Linked DNA regions of Sus scrofa: all the other regions are linked to region 2. Evidence: chromatin contacts called from public Hi-C and HiChIP or PLAC-seq data. All regions are on one chromosome and are shown on one strand. Each heading gives the region's core, a stretch centred on a gene start, on an enhancer-like site or on the middle of the called end of the contact. The rest is flanking DNA. Distances are from core to core; before and after follow the strand shown. Region 1 has its middle 88 kb from the start of MINPP1. Region 2 has its middle 180 kb from the start of SGMS1. Region 3 has its middle 71 kb from the start of MINPP1.

Region 1 (3,763 bases), core at 204-2,703, 92 kb after region 2:
TTTTTTTTAAAGGAATACAGTGTGTATTGATGGAGATGAGACTAACAGGAAAAATCAAGCAGGAAAGAAGGAATTCTGGGGGAAAAGCAGGGTCAATGTCAAATGGGATGGTCCGTGAAGTTCACACTAAGAAAATGACATTAAGATAAAGACCCGCAGGAAGTAAGGTAGTGAGCCATTCAGGTGACCAAAGGCAGAAGGAAAAACAGGGCAAAGCCAGGCAGAAGGACCATACCTGTTTGAGAAAAGAGAGGGGACTGGAGCAGCTCGAGTGGGCTCTGTATGGAAAGCAAGGATAAATGAGGTCTGAGAGGTGACTGGATGGGGAGGATAGGCCAGGAAGCATGGTGAGCACTGCCCAATGTTTTAGTGTACAGCTGGGCTAAGGAGGGACGTTCGTGGACCAGCAGCATTGGTATCACCTGTGAGCTTATTAGAAATGCAGGCTCAGGCTCTGCCTTTGAAGCAGAACTTGGGTTTTTACAAACTGTCTTCGATGTTTGAAAGTGTCTGTCTTCTGGGCTGCATTCCTCTCTGGAGGCTCTAGGAGAGAATCCATTTTCCTTGATATTTTCCAGCTTCAGAACTTGGATTTTTTTTTTTTTTTTGGTCTTTATTTTGCCTTTTCTAGGGCCGCTCCTGCGGCATATGGAGGTTCCCAGGCTAGAAGCTGTAGATGCCGGCCAACGCCAGAGCCACGGAAACTTGGGATCTGAGCCGGGTCTGCAATCTATATACCACAGCTCATGGCAACGCCAAATCCTTAACCCACTGAGCAAGGCCAGGAATGGAACCCACAACCTCATGGTTCCTAGTCGGATTCATTAACCACTGAGCCATGACGGGAACTCAACAATGATGGTTTTTGTAGAAAATGAAAAGCACTGGTATAGAAACTTGTGGATAAAGCAGGACTTTATATTGTATATATACATACATATATATATACACACACACATATATAAATATACACACACACACTTATATCCTATATATACTTACACACTTTCCATCTATCTTTAACCTTACAACTCATTGAAGCAGATACTGCCATTACCCCCACTTCACAGATGAAGAAATCATTAAACAATACAGTATACAGTCAATGTAAAATTTCAAGAATATTACAACCAGTTGGTTTTAAGCAGCACAAATGGAAAGAGAAAGAATTTGGTGTACTCCCAGATGTCTGGCTAAAGCTCTGTCAGAGGCAAGAATTGAATGGGCCCCAGCACCTCTGAGCTCCTAGCTCCCCCCAACACACCAAGAGAAGCTGTCACAAGAGCAAAGACATTTTGATTGCCCCAAGGAGTGAGTGTGTTTTTTTTCTTCACAGGGGAGAGTTGAATCAAGGGAAGTTGGACACAGTCCATCTTTGCCCTACTTCCTGCTTCCTTCCTCACCAATTTCAAGCCATTTAGGTTCTGGACACCAGCTTCCTCTTCCTTTGATTAAGGCTGGTTGCCTCATCCACTTTGGCCAGAGATTGGTTGCTTCACATCTTTCGGTTGTCACGTCCGCCAGCAGATTCAACTCTTTATATTTTTTCATATTTGACTGAGAGTCCCTTATGGAACATAACATTACTTTTTGGTCTTCTGTGCCTAGGACAGAGGCTGAGATTGAAATGTTTGAAAGGAATTGGATGTCCATCTGCTGGGGCAGACTACAGGTGGGCCACGAGAGATTCTCTTCTCAGATCTTGCAGTCAGGCAACTCCACTGTATACAACTGTTATGTTTCAAAGTTTGGTGGTAGGGGGGAACTGGGCTAGCACTGTAATTTTCTTTTAGGAGTCTTCTGAATTTGCTCCCCTTTGTAAGATGTTGCATCATCAAATCAAATAAAGTCAAATAAAGTGTAGCTGGTCCTCTGTATTGGTAGGCTCTGAATCCACAGATTCAACCAACTGCAGAGGGAAAATATTAAAAAAAAAAAATTCCAGGGAGTTCCCACTGTGGCTCAGCGGAAATGAACCTGACTGGTATCCATGAGGATGTAGGTTCAATCCCTGGCCTTGCTCAAGTGGGTTAAGGATCCAGCCTTGCTGTGAGCTGCAGTGCAGGTCGAAGATGCGGTTCAGATCCCGTGTTGCTCTGGCTGTGGCATAGGCCACAGCTGTAGCTCCAATCTGATCCCTAGCCTGGGAACTTCCATATACTTCAGATATGGCACTAAAAAGACAAAAAAAAAAAAAAAAAAAAAAAATTCCATAAAGTTCCAAAAAGCAAAACTTCAATTTACCATATGCTGGCAATTACTTACATAGTATTTCACATTGTATTTACAACTATTTATATAGCTTTTACATTGTATTAAGTATCATAAGTAATCCAAAGATGATTTAAAGTATACAGGATGATGTGCTAGGTTATATGCAAATACTATACTTTTATATTAGTATTTGAGTATATGAGTATATAGCATATGAGTACATAGCATATGAGTACCTGTGGATTTCAATATCTTGAGGGGTCCTGGAACTAGTCCCCCATGGATATCAGTGGACAAATGTATGCCCATTCAGTGTATTTGTTCTTCAGTCCTTACTAGGGCTGGGGAACTTCACTTCTTTCTGGGGTGTGAGGTACAGGGAAAATAGCTTTTATTTCACCTCTATAACAATGCTATGATTCTGAATTTAAAAGACCATCACACAGGACTGTTGGTTGGTTATTTTACATCTATTCTACCTTTCCAGGAGAGAAAGTAAATAACTTTTGAAACTTCATTTTTTTAGCCCTGGGAGTTTTTACAAATAAAATGACACGTGTTAAGACAAATTACTTGCCTAAAAATCTGTCACTAACATCAGTTTTGCATAAAAACTATTCAGCAACTGTTACAGTGGCATTTCTTTGTTGGTGGTAGAAATAATGTGTGAGTAGCTATGCTAATTTAGAGGCAATTTTCAAGTTTCATGACTACTTCTAAAAACTATGAGTAGTTCAATAGAGAATATTTGCAAGGGGGTTGTTGGTAGACTTGTTGATTTATTATATCTTGACAGACTGATATGATTGAAATGAATTAAATATTAGACATCTTAATATTTTACATGCTATATGTCATCACAATAGCCAAGTACATAGATCATATTATTGCATTTGGATTTTAAAAGATTGCTATTCTGATAAATACCATTTCATTATTATCTGCTTTGCTCTGTCAAATTAAAAAATATAGTACAGAGTTCCCGTTGCAGCTCAGCGGTAACATATCCGACTAGTATCCACGAGGATGTGGATTTGATCCCTGGCCTTGCTCAGTGGATTAAGGATCTGGTGTTGCTGTGAGATGTGGTGTAGGTCACAGATGCGACTTGGATCCTGTGTTGCTGTGGCTGGCAGCTGTAGCTCCGATCTAACCTCTAGATTGGGAACTTTCATATGCTGCAAATGCAGCCCTAAAAAGCCATAAATAAATAAATTAAAAAAGATATAATAGCTATCTTTATTCCCATTTTAAAGCATGGCAGTCATCAAAATGTTGAAGTCTATCACTTATCACTATACATTAAAAAGAAGTCATTTTTGTAGGCAGGTTATGGACTATAACAAGGGCCTCCAATGAGAAAGTCATTATTTTTACTTTTATCTTATTTTATTTTATTTTTTTGTCTTTTTGCCATTTCTTGGACAGCTCCCGCGGCATATGGAGGTTCCCAGGCTAGGGGTCGAATCAGAGCTGTAGCTGCCAGCCTACAGCTGCCAGCCTATGCCAGAGCCACAGCAACGTGGGATCCGAGCTGCGTCTGTGACCT
Region 2 (3,587 bases), core at 125-2,624:
GAGGAAACTGAGGCGTGAAGTTACAGAGCTTGTCTCAAATGGCAGAGCCAAAACAGAACACAAGCCATCTGGAGCCAAAGCTTGCTGCCGGACTAGAAGATTTCTGGGGTTCCTTCCCGCTCAAACCCTCTATGACTCTCACATTCTAGGAATGAGCTGTGCTTATCTAGTCACATTTATGCCAGTTTTTTTGTAGGTGCTCAGTGCCCTTCACAAGTAACAAATCTTTTAGGAGTTACCATTGTGGCGCGGCAGTAACAAACCCAACTAGTATCCACAAGGATGCGCCTTAATCCCTGGCCTCGATCAGTGGGATCAGTGGGTTAAGAATCTGGCGTTGCCATGAGTTGTGGTGTAGGTCACAGACGGGGCTTGGATCCTGCATTGCTGTGGCTGTAGCTGTGGCTGTGGCCAGAAGCTACAGCACTGATTTGACCCCTAGCCTGGGAACCTCCCTATGTTGAAGGTGTGGCCCTAAAAAGCAAAATAAAAAAAAAAAAAATTTTTAAAAAGAGTAACAAATCTTTTATCTTCGTACACTGAGAGATTCAAAGCAGCTACCAAGACCCTGACTTTAACAAAAAAATCCATGTGGTAATTCAGATGTTTCTTGATGATTCAACTCTCAACTGATATAGGAAGAACTGAGTTACTAGCTAAATTCAAAGGCGGAAGGATGCAGGACAAAGAAACATTTGGCTTTCAGAGTATGTGAGGCTGGAAATACTTCCACAAACAGTTGCCAGGCTCACTAGCTGGTCTCTGCTGACCACTATTTCAGATGAGCTCACACCACCCCCACTGAGGACTCCGGAAGTTTGCCCATCACTCACAACCAGGAGAAACAAGGAAGGAGAGACTGCAGTAACATCTCCAAGCCACCAGAGAGCATATCCTCATCTGGGTTCAACAGACAGTTAAAAATCTCAGAGTCCAGCCTAGTTGGTGTGCATTTCCTTCTTTCAGATCAACAAATAAGTCTGAGGCCCCAGGCACTCTTTAGTTCAACTTACCCCAACCCAAATGAATGAATCCAACTACCACTTTCTAGATCAGAGATTCTAGGAGTCAGCTGTGCACAAAAGGCCAGGTGACGGCCTTTTGTGATTAAATTGATTAAAATGTAGTTTCCTGGTTTCCATAGCCATAGACTTTGGTTTGGTGGGTATGGGGCTCAGGAATCTACTTTCCCCTAACACTCCCTGCATGCATCCCCTCCTCCCCCAGCACACACACACAAACGCAGCACCCTGTACCCCTGCCATTCACACAGGTAGAAAAAGACCACACTTTGAAAAACACTGTCATGGAAGCTGACATGGTCACTGCTGTGGCCCTTACTAGATGATCCAGCACTTCCAATCAAAAGAAAACCTTGGCAGCAGAGTTCCTGGCAGCTTCAGCAACTCATTCCCAGCATCAAACGTCTGCCTTGAGAACATCAGAGCAGTAATTTCACTCTGAACTACAGGCAGATGCCAGCTTCCTATTAGGCACTTGCAGTGCCTTCCTATTAGGCACTCTGGGGTATCTAATAGCACGTGGTGGGACGGGGTGGGCCACCTGGGCCTCGATATCAGCCCCTGATGGTCGCTGTTTTTGAACCCATCATTCTCTGGCCAGATGGGAGACTGGGGTTGCCACTGTCCCAAGACCTTGTCCACAGGACAGGCACTCTATACACACAGGCCAAGCAGTCTTGTGGCTCCTGAAACAAAATAATCGCACATGGCTAATTCAATTAAAGGAATGCATTATACCATAGTCAAAATGCACCTTGCTAAAATGCCATGATACTGAAACCATGCCAAATCCTCTTATATAACAGCCTCTTTTTATGGAACCTTCTTCCTATGCAATCAGTCCCCTAGTGACTGGGGATTAAGTTACAAGGATCCACAGGTGCAGGGTTTCTGATTACACCTGTGTGTCCTTTGGAATGAAGGTACTGAAAATCCATCTCCAAGTGCCAGAGGTACACAGATGCCAGCTCCCAGGCCAGGCCTGACACCAGGTCTCACCAGGGAAGGCACCACAGGAGGCCGGAGGGGTTCAGCCTAAAAGAGACATAAATACCACCCAGGGTCGTTTCCAACACCGGGCCTCAGGCCAAGCCCAATAATCTTGTTGTTCCACATGAGGTTAAAATGCAGAAGGAACACAACACCCCTGCACCCAGAGACAGTCCTGCTCCAGTGACACAGCCAAGAGCCAGAATCAGGTACAGCCTCCCGGAGACCACAGGTTAGAGCACTGGCTTTCCTGAGTCCCCCAGGAGGACACAGTTAGAGAGGAGAACCAGCAGAAAGAATGCGACACAGTGTGGATGAAAAAGCACCTGCCACAAGTAAGTGACTGGTATAAGGAAGCCACCCAGTGGGGAGGGAGAGGGTCATGCTTGAGAAGAGCACAGAGGAGCTGCTAAAGGGGTGGACAAGGTCTATCTCTTGGCCTGGTAACGGCAACATGTTTACATTGTGACCATCAATATTTATTTATTTATTTATTTTGCTGCATGCATGGCACGTGGAAGTTCCTGGGCCAGGGACGGAACCTGTGCCACAGCAGTGACAACGCCAGATATGGTCATCAATTTTTGTTTTCTGTACTTGGATGAAGGCGTACAAGTTTTTTAAAGGCATCTGCAATATGACTTTACTGTAAGCCCAGTGCTCTGGCTCTGGGGATCACACAGCCCTGACAGCTGCCTCTGACCCTAAGCACCTGTGACAACCAGAACGCAGCGATGCTCTCCACTGGAGACCACACACCAGGAGCAGAGTCCTCTCTCCACAGAGCTCTCCAAATTCCACAACTCAAACGTAGTGCGAGCCAATGGAGCCCTTTATAGACAAGGAGAAGGAACATAGGAAAATGGGAATCACTTGCAGGTAATGGATTACAGTAAAACAGTGCTCTATTCATGTAAAGATGTCACAGAACACAAAGAAGGTGACAAGGGCCGGTAAGCAAATAGCTAAAAAGGCAAGTTCACGTCGGGGTGTCCTGAGTGCCCTTTCTGGTCTTGTGCCTTGGCCCGTCCTTGGCCAGGACAGCTTTTGCCTATTTCCTGGCACCCACTCTCCCCACCCCTGTGTTATAAGTAATGTGAGCCCTGGGGGCAAAGGTAAGGATAAATTATTTTTTTCTTTTCTTAGATGGACTTTCAACATTGTTTTACCTTTCAAAGTTTTCCCTTTGTCAGCTTTTTATGAACTAAGCAAGGTGTTTATATATTGCCACCTAGCCTTTTCTTCTCTCTAAAGTGAGCGCTGTGGAGTTCCATGGTGGCCTGGTGAGTTAAGGACACAGCATTGTCACTGCTATGGCATGGGTTCAATCCCTGGCCTGGAAATTTCTGCAGGCCACAGGCACAGCCAAATACAAATAAGTGCTGAAGGGCAGAAAGAGTCTTTCTCAACTCAGAAGCCCCAAACTTAGCACACTTTGTAGAACCCCTTACATACAGGTTTGGTTTTTTTGTTTTTTGAGGGGTTTTTTTTTGGTCCTTTTGTCTTTTTAGGGCCACAGCCATGGCACATGGAAGTGCCCAGGCCAGGGGTCCACTTGGAGCTGCAGTCGCCAGT
Region 3 (3,676 bases), core at 1,045-3,544, 110 kb after region 2:
ACTTGACTAGATTCTTGCCTAACTTTCCCTTGATGCTCCACTCCAGCCACCCTTCACTACTTTCGTTTCTTAAACTCATTCAATTTGTTCCCACCTTTGCATTAGGTGTTTCCTTTCCTGGAACACTACTTCAAACCTCTTATACTCTCAAGGCTAGCTCCTTATCTCTCAGATTTCAACTAAAATACCACCTCCTCAAAGAGACCTTTCCCGACATCCCAAAATAAAGTAGCCTCCACAAGTCAGTCTCTAGCCTATTTTAATTTTCAAAGGAATGCTCTTCTTATTTATTTTTCTTTTGTAGCTCTCTCCCACCCATGCCCAGAATGTGAACTATGTGAGAGCAAGAATTTTGTCTATGCAGTTTTCTTTTTTTTTAATTAATGAATTTTATTACATTTATAGGTGTACAATAATCACCACAACCAAATTTTATAGATTTGCATCCCAAACCCTCAGGGCATTCCCCCAACCCTCAACCTGTCTCATTGGAAACCACAAGTTTTTCCACTATATTTGAACAGCTGGAACAATGCTTGGCAGGAAGTGGGCACTCTATAACTAATTGGTAAATGAATAAAGTTTGTTTTTTCTTGTGGGGTTGGTAATCTTTACATCCAACATATAACTCTGAATAGCTTGTTCCTCCCTAGCCACACAGATGATAGGTCTGCACGTCCAGCTCATCACTAGCAGGGGGGAAAGGCAGAGGGTGGTCACAGGGAGGGAGTGGGTGATCTATCCTTAGCTGGATAGCTCAACTCGGAGGAGTTCCTGTCATGGCCCAGCGGAAGCGAATCTGACCAGCATCCACGAAGACACAGGTTTAATCCTTGGACTTGCTCAGTGGGTTAATGATCCGGCATTGCCATGAGCTGTGGTGTAGGTCTCAGACACAGCTCAGATCCTGCATTGCTGTGGCTATGGCATAGGCCAGCAGCTACAGCTCTGATTGACCCCTAGCTTGGGCACCTCCATATGCTGCAAAAAGAAAAAAAAGAAGACTCAAAACTCATGTTCTTAGGTGTGTAAATGGTAGCATTCTCTTTTCACTTATTAGAATATTTTATATTTCACTTAGGTGAAAGAGAAAGACAAATACAAGTATAATATCACTTACATATGGAACAAAAAATACAACAAACTAATGATTATAACAAAAAAGAAATAGACTACAGATATAGAGAACAAATTAGTGGTTTACCAGTGGGGAGAGAAAAGGGGGAGGGGCAATATCAGGGTGGGGAACTAAGGTACAAATTATTATGTATAATATAAGCAACAAACATATATTGGATAACATACTACCTTACCATTTTATAATAACTATAAATGGAATATAACATTTAAACATTGTGAATCACTATATTGTACACTTGTAACTTGTATATTATACATCAACTATACTTCAATAACAATTTAAAAAAAGAATATTTTGTATTTATATATAGATGCTCTTGTAAGAACCAAGACTAATATCCATGTCTTTAGTTATCTGCTACCTCTATATAACAGAAAGGGAAGAAGCATTGCCCTCGGTTTCCTCTGAGAAACTTAAAGGATACTGCTAAAATTATTTTAGAAGCTTTAAAAATGGGTGGTCAGGAGTTCCCGTCGTGGCGCAGTGGTTAACAAATCCGACTAGGAACCATGAGGTTGCGGGTTCGGTCCCTGCCCTTGCTCAGTGGGTTAAGGATCCGGCGTTGCCGTGAGCTGTGGTGTAGGTTGCAGATGCGGCTCGGATCCCGCGTTGCTGTGGCTCTGGCGTAGGTCGGTGGCTACAGCTCCGATTTGACCCCTAGCCTAGGAACCGCCATATGCCGCGGGAGCAGGCCCAAAAAATAGCAACAACAACAACAAAAGACAAAAAGACAAAAAAAAAAAAAAAAAAAAAATGGGTGGTCAATACTATTTTAAATATGGAAAATTAAAATCAAGAGTCATTATAATCTGGCAATTTAAGGACACAACTTTGGGCTTTGAATCATGAGACAAGTTAACAGAGAATGCAATGGTCTAGAAAGTAGACAATAAAATGGAAGCTATTTTTACATTTTAGATAATGCCCTCTAGAAGTATTTTGCTTTGATGTTTAAATAACTCCCTGATTTTCCAGCTTATTAGTAATTTATTATTTTTTCTGATTATAAAAGTAGTGCATATTCATTAAACATTTAGAAAATACACTAGTGTGATAATTTGGCTTGAGTGAGAGCTCAGTTAACCTGCACAGAGATAACCGTGTGGTGTGAGACAACATTGCCCCCTAGAGGTCTGTGGTGTGCGGCCGAGAATGCCCAGCAGCTTCTCTCTGGTCTCAAGACTAGTGGGTGCTGAAGCCTGTCTGATTTCAACTGGAGTAAGGAGTCCTGTGGGCGGGAACTTTGTCCCTGGTCTACAGTGTGCTTGACTCAGGGACAGACCTGTCTGATAGCCTTAGGTTCCTCCTGGAGGCTGGAATGGAGGGAGAGTCATTGGCCCCTGAGAGAAAACAGTATGAGTGAGGATCAAGTCTGTAGTGTCAGCAAGATAGTGGTCAGAGGGAGCAGTATTAGGTTGTTCCCCTGAGGCCCATTCCTGCCTGTGAATGACAGGAGGAAAGGTGTCACCAGGAGCCACCAGAAAAGCAGCTGGAGATTGCCTGGTGACCAAGGTGAAAGCAGAGTCTTTGAGTTGCGGGTAGCGCAGCACAGTGGGCAACAGGGGGGCAGGAAGTAGAATCCTCAGACATTACAATAGAGGAACCTCATAAATACACGAAGCTGCTCTGACTTCATGGTTCTGCTCTTATAAGAAAAACCTAGAGGGAGAGGGTTCTCTGGACAAGACTAGATATTTATAGTTGATAGAAGAAGTAGGGCCTCTGAGCACTAGAATTTATGTAATTACTGTAAATTTAATATGTTTTTACTCATTGCTTGGTGATGTCAGGAGCCATCAAGTTTACACAGAAAAAGAAGGGAAAAAAAGCCTATCTATAAGCCAATCACAGCAAGAAAACCACTTTTTATCATTTTGGTATATTTCCTTCCAGTCTTATTCTTATGCGTATTTTATACTATGTATATAATTTCATTTTCTCCTTTCTCCTTTATAATATCAGCACTTCCCTTTGTTATTAAAAATGCTTTTAACACTGGAAAAACGGATAATTTTTTATGATCATAGCACCACATGGTCCAGTAATCCCATTCCCACATATTTACCCTCTAGAAATAAAAATTTATGTTCACACAAAATCCTGTACACAAATGTGTATAGTAACTCTATTCATCACCAAACACTGGAAACAAACCAAATGTCCCTCAATAGGTAAAATAAATAAACTATATAATATCAATGTATTGGAATACCACTCAGCAGTAAAAAAAAAGAACTACTGTTATGCACAGCAACACTAATGAACCTCAAAGACATGCTGAGTGAAAAGAAGCCAGTCCCAAAAGGCCAAAGTGCATGCCAATGATTCCTTTCACAAAACATTCCTGAAAAGATAAAACTATAAATACAGAAAACTATCCTAGTCGTCAGGCCCTGGGGGGAGGGGGCCAGCATGTGATGACAAAGGAATAGCACAGGGAGTTTTTTTTTGGGTGACAGAAGAGTTTCTTATCATGATTTTGGTGGTGGTTATACAAATCTACAAATCTACATGGATGCTGATATTCGTAGAACT

What was found. Hi-C and Micro-C count contacts between places; a contact is called where the count stands out from the background. HiChIP or PLAC-seq counts read pairs in DNA pulled down with a chosen protein or histone mark.
Region 1: an H3K27ac HiChIP or PLAC-seq map of alveolar macrophages shows a contact between it and region 2. The contact joins two enhancer-like sites. A contact is called at or near these places in 10 of 47 Hi-C or Micro-C datasets (alveolar macrophages, embryonic fibroblasts, fetal skeletal muscle and 5 more) and 1 of 2 datasets of contacts at active chromatin or transcription factors (alveolar macrophages).
Region 3: a Hi-C map of alveolar macrophages shows a contact between it and region 2, with 3 times the contacts expected there. The contact joins two enhancer-like sites. A contact is called at or near these places in 1 of 5 promoter capture datasets (liver), 21 of 47 Hi-C or Micro-C datasets (alveolar macrophages, blood, embryonic fibroblasts and 11 more) and 2 of 2 datasets of contacts at active chromatin or transcription factors (alveolar macrophages and skeletal muscle).

Annotation. Positions count from the first base shown.
Region 1 is chr14:99,484,973-99,488,735 of Sscrofa11.1, forward strand. No RefSeq gene overlaps it. Among named protein-coding and RNA genes, the nearest start is that of MINPP1, 88 kb to the right of the region's middle. Within about 2 kb of position 1,454, at least 3 of the 83 cell types and tissues checked have an H3K27ac peak or open chromatin away from gene starts, as enhancers often do. A contact at or near this core is called in alveolar macrophages and retroperitoneal adipose tissue, where this site is marked.
Region 2 is chr14:99,393,392-99,396,978 of Sscrofa11.1, forward strand. It overlaps a transcript of SGMS1 not described here. Among named protein-coding and RNA genes, the nearest start is that of SGMS1, 180 kb to the left of the region's middle. Within about 2 kb of position 1,375, at least 25 of the 83 cell types and tissues checked have an H3K27ac peak or open chromatin away from gene starts, as enhancers often do. A contact at or near this core is called in alveolar macrophages, fetal liver and retroperitoneal adipose tissue, where this site is marked.
Region 3 is chr14:99,501,522-99,505,197 of Sscrofa11.1, forward strand. No RefSeq gene overlaps it. Among named protein-coding and RNA genes, the nearest start is that of MINPP1, 71 kb to the right of the region's middle. Within about 2 kb of position 2,295, at least 8 of the 83 cell types and tissues checked have an H3K27ac peak or open chromatin away from gene starts, as enhancers often do. A contact at or near this core is called in alveolar macrophages and fetal liver, where this site is marked.